Regions from separate parts of the Salvelinus alpinus genome. Here region 1 is linked to region 2. The links are chromatin contacts, called in public Hi-C maps. All regions are on one chromosome and are shown on one strand. The core of a region is the stretch at or near the end of the contact, and the rest is flanking DNA. Distances in the headings are between cores, read along the strand shown.

What was found. A called contact is a pair of places that touch in the nucleus more often than the background predicts.
Region 1: a Hi-C map of red muscle shows a contact between it and region 2, with 4 times the contacts expected there. The contact joins the promoter of LOC139574524 here to the promoter of LOC139574523 in region 2. A contact is called at or near these places in 2 of 3 Hi-C or Micro-C datasets (muscle and red muscle).

Annotation. Positions count from the first base shown.
Region 1 is chr4:81,231,597-81,234,296 of SLU_Salpinus.1, reverse strand. LOC139574524 (ecto-NOX disulfide-thiol exchanger 2-like) reads left to right here and starts at 1,370. Exons shown (of 18, transcript XM_071399195.1): 1 at 1,370-1,555.
Region 2 is chr4:80,862,451-80,865,150 of SLU_Salpinus.1, reverse strand. It overlaps LOC139574523 (ATP-binding cassette sub-family C member 5), which reads left to right and starts at 1,305. Exons shown (of 28, transcript XM_071399190.1): 1 at 1,305-1,562.

The DNA of each region.
Region 1 (2,700 bases), core at 121-2,620, 370 kb before region 2:
TTTACAAACTGACTTGTTGGTAAGGTGGCATCCTATGACGGTGCCACATTGAAAGTCACTGAGCTCTTCAGTATGGCCATTCTACTGCCAATGTTTGTCAATGGAGATTGCATGGCTGTGTGCTCGACTTTATACAACTGTCAGCAACGGGTGTGGCTGAAATAGCCAAATCCACTAATTTGAAGGGGTGTCCACATATTTTTGTATATATAGTGTCGCTGTAACATTGCGCTACCTTAAATAGTTCCAGTAAACCCAGAGACACCTCTTCACTGTTGACGTTGAGACTGGTGTTTTGCGGGTACTATTTAATAAACCTGCCTGCTGAGGACTTGTGAGGCGTCTGTTTCTTACACTAGACTCACTAATGTACTTGTCCTCTTGCTCAGTTGTGCACCGGGGCCTCCCACTCCTCTTTCTATTCTGGTTAGAGCCAGTTTGCGCTGTTCTGTGAAGGGAGTAGTACACAGTGTTGTACGAGATCTTCAGTTTCTTGGCAATTTCTCACATGGAATAGCCTTCATTTCTCAGAACAAGAATAGACTGACGAGTTTCAGAAGAAAGTGCTTTGTTTCTGGCCATTTTGAGCCCGTAATTGAACCCACAAGTGCTGATGCTCCAGATACTCAACTAGTCTAAAGAAGGCCAGTTTTATTGCTTCTTTAATTAGGACAACAGTTTTCAGCTGTGCTACAAAAAGATGCCATTACTATTTCTCTCTATAGTGACTTTGTCCCACCTCTTCCAGATAGGCTACCTTGCAAGTGAGGCAAAGCCTTTATATAAGGATTAGGCTAGTTTAATGTTTATTTTCCAAGTCTGTTGTATCTAGAGATAACTGAGTGGCCAAATTCAATATCTTTGAATTAATTAATTATATTTTATATCGAGGACATTACCTCTTAGATTGAATGGTCATGACAGATGTAGTCTAATAATTTGTCAAATAGGAAAATAAACCATAGAGACAATATTTATGATCAATGCCTCCTTTCAGCATGAAGGGGTGGCAGGTAGCCTAGTGGTTAGAGCATTGGGTCAGTAATTAAAAGGTTGCTGGATCGAATTCTCGAGCTGACAAGGTAAAAATCTGTTGTTCTGCCCCTGAATAAGGTAGATAACCCACTATTCCCTGGTAGGCTGTCATTGTAAATAAGAATTTATTCTTAATTGACTTACCAGGTAATGTAAAGTTTATATAAAAAATGAAGAGCATAGATTTTCTCTCCAAGTGGTTCTCCGACAGAGGACGCTATTACGCCTTCGACACGTGTTGTTGTCCTCCGGGTTCCCATAAATCAATTTTGTAGTTTATTTTGGCACCGACTTTAACCCAGCAGTAAAATCTCGCGTAATTTGGTCAGCTGACACACTGCCACTGGACAGGGCCGTTGCCGGTGAGTCGCTTGCATCAAAGATTGTGAACTCTGTGCGGCTTGCATCGTGCTATACCTCTGTGGCTTGCAAAGCTATTAGCTAGTAACAGAGGACATACAAAAAGATCCGGGAAAGGGGTGTCGTCTGAAAGCTGGAAACTGTGAAAGAAACAACTGAAGTAAGGAACTTTTAGGGAACAGATATATCGTTATCACTATTCCGCTCTTATAGCATTAGCTAGTTAACTTCCGCGTGTGTAGCTAGCTAACGTTAGCTGGCTAGCTAACGTAGCTAAGTCACAAACCCAGCCAACTAACGTTAGTTAGTTAACTAAGTTAATAACTCTAGGAACGTGTATTTGTTTGGTAGTTAACTAGAAGGCACAGCCCATGCAATATTTCTTGCAGTTCGTATCAATTGGGTTTTCCGGTTAGCTAGTTATCTAACGTTACCTCACAGATAGCAATAAGGCCGGTTATTTATACAAATCCTTGGTTACCTAGCTACGTAGCTAGCTAACGTTAGCACAAAGACCGTAGCAAACAGTTGCAAACGTTTGCAAACGGAAACCGTCTACTCCAAACGTAAAACGTTTTGCAACGAAAACTAGATTTTCTATTGGACAAATTCAGGTAGGCCCCTCCCCGTTTAATTCTGTTTGCTTCCGTCTGGTTCTGTTTGGTTCCTAGTGAATACCTAGATCGAAAATATAAAAGACAACGTCGTCACAAATCTGGGACCAGCGCCCATAGCGATCCTATTCCTAATTCTATACCAGCGTCCTTGCTAACGATGAGTGCCGTAACTAACTAGCATAGTTGGTCCCTCTGGCATAGAAATATAACGTTAAATCCATCCTGCTGGTCCCAGAGCCATGCATTTAGAGAATTGGGCAATGCTATTTATGCAATATGATGCATTTACATGACAGTTCGACATTATAAGGCAGCCATGTTAGCTCCCCATTAACATTTCATGGGGAATACATAAACAATGCGATGTAACAATGTCTAGATTTATAACAATATTAAACATTCTGAAAGTTGGCCTAGCTCTCTGTGTCGCTGGCTGATCCCGTTGTTGAAAATAGTTCTGTGATATTAGAATCCCGTTGTCTTAACCTTTGTCATCTTCAACCTAGGTGTATATACTAGTCTCTACCTGGTTGGTTACTGCTGGCTAGCAAAGAACCCATATGACAGAAAAGTGCTGACGGTGAGGCTTGGTACTGGCTAGTAACGTTACTGCGTACCATAATATTGGTTTATGGCTTAGGCTAATGTTACCTCCTGCTGGGATAGCATTTGGTTCTTGAGCTAGCTT
Region 2 (2,700 bases), core at 56-2,555:
TTAAGCAGCACTTACAATGCAGAAGAGTTTGAAGTGCCAACAGGGGTCACTGACTAATTCAGAGGTGAGATGATTCGTCCATTGGCCACCCTGGGGATCTCTACAAGAAGCAGCAATGTCATCAAGTATTTTTCTATTAGATAACAGTGGATTCTGAATAGAAAGGGATGTTGGCCATAATGACTTGATCAGACTAAATCTTTGTATCTGAGGTGTTAATAATAAATTAGTGCAGTATTTATGGGTATTTCAACTTTGTCAACCTCTCAAGTTGAGTCTTCAAAGCTTGATTATTTATTGTTATTCATACATCTACCGGGAAACATGATCTTTTTCATCACATCTTGCCAGGGGCCGACTGACTATTCAGTTGCAAAAAATATAACTTTGTCTCCCCCACCCACTCCCCCGTCAGCTGGGTAAACACAGCCTGGTGCAGACATCCCTACTAAGATCTACAGCCTGGCCATTACACCAACTGTAAGAATACTAATGACTACCCTCGCACCAGTTCCTATACACACAAACACAGGGTGGCTGGTAGCCTAGTGGTTAGATCCTAGTAACTGAATGGTCGCTAGTTCGAATCCCCGAGCTGACAAGGTGAAAAATCTGTCCTAATTGCTCCATGGTCACCGTTAATAATTGCAGACCCCAGCTGTGATTCCACTCTCCGAGGGTGTTTCGGGAGAGTTGGAATATGTAAAAAAGCACCATCCAATTTACACATGCAAATTAATACACACTTGTACATGTGTGAAATAGGACAAACAAAAGCACCCACCAAATTATTATTTTTCAAAGTTACTTTCAATAGTTTATTGAAATACATTGTGCAAAATAGATTGATTTTGACACCTACGTCGGACAACAAGAAATTACATAGGTCTCTCAACCCCGTGTTTTTCATAAGGAATCAGTGCATCTTATCAACAACAGAGCACAATATTCCTTATTTTATTTAGGGAGCTTGCATCCATTCATGATGCATTGCAGGCATGCTTAAAGCCACCATGTTATCTAGATGAATATTCTGTCAATGTTCTTCCTTTTGGAAATCACATGCACCCAACCCAACTAAGCGTCAAAGAGCACACAACTCAGCTCCATGGCCTTGGCTGGACTGCTGTTTACCTTCTCTCCATAGCCAAATATAGACAGAGAAACGTAAGCTGTTCGCGCGCCCTGCTGGAGATCACCACGTGGCTTTCTTGTAGTCACCATTCACGTTGCTACGGCGACGATGCAAGCAAGGCTACGGTTGGTTGAGCAGCGATGACGTCATGTGGATATCGGGAATTCCGTATGCACGGAGTGGAAGAAAAGAGGTCCGGAAAAAGTGGTAACACAACTAGCAAGAAACATTCTGTGGGAGATGGCTAATTATTTTAAAGTTGATGTTATAGAAGTGTTGCCTATGTATTTTATTAAGAGAAAAGTAGATGCAACCTTCGAAAGTGGTATAAAACCCAATGACCATACCTCAACCAATATTCATAAACATCAGATTTGAGAGCTGCACCGCTGGGGGACAACTGAGGGCAGACTGCAGACTTGCACATGTAAGTTTCTTACACAGAATAATGTAGATGTTGACAACTTTTTACAATGTTTCACTGGAGATGATGATTGTGAAGGATTTTGGTGATTGTGGTTGTTACAAATGATATACCATTTTCTAATTACATCAGTGCATAATTTTTCCCAGACAAAATTGATTTTGTACTGAATGACCTCTCATTTATTTGGACTTGACATTGCCAGCAAACAGGGCAGTTCGAATGTAGGGTTAACAAAAATGTTTTTTGCTTATGCTCCGGTCACATCCTTTTAACGTGGGTCAATTAAAAGTACAGTCTACAATGGAACTTGGGTTAATATTAACCTGCTTTGGCATCATTATATATATTTGTTTTGTTGTCCTTTTATCGTTCGCTAAGTTCATGTTTTTAGTGGACTATTGAGTATATGCACTTACCCATCCTACAGGACTTATTTGACATAAGGAAATTGTATAACGATATTAACTTGATCAACATGTTTGGGCAGTCCAGGGGCTGTTTGCTTGACGGTGCCTGTTTAGGAATTATTTAGGCATGGTCTCTGCTATAGCAGCTGGTTCTGCAAAGTTATCAGCCTTTGTGACAAACTTCACATGATGAAGGGGCCACGTGATAAAGGTTGGAAGGGGGGGGGGAATATCACTTTCAAGTGAAAGTGAAACGTCTCACTTCTCTGCAGTTCTCATGCTACAGACACTACACTGACTCTTACAGTGCTACTTTTCAGCGCATATACCGATAAGATCTGTCTGACGTACACAGAACTGTAACTGACTCTTGCAACATGCTACTTTACTGTGTGTGTGTGTCTGACCCATTGGGTGTAGTAGACCTATGGCCGCTTTTCCTTGCTAAACTTTATTGGTAGCATGTCTGTGTCAATAAATACATTCTTAAATAAACCTTTCGTCTTAGTCCACATTGCTGTCCTTTCCCTGGCCAAGGTCGATCTGCAACATAGTACTCTGAGTGACCTTATCGTGGAGCTTTGCCATAGAAGGATCACTGACGCTGTGCGAACACACAAGCGGCTCAAATATCCTCCCTCCTCTCAATGTTTCCCAAGCCCTTGAAGCCGCCAGCGGGCGTCTTTAAATAGATAAGCACTTCATATTTGTGGCTGTGGGGGGCACAACCT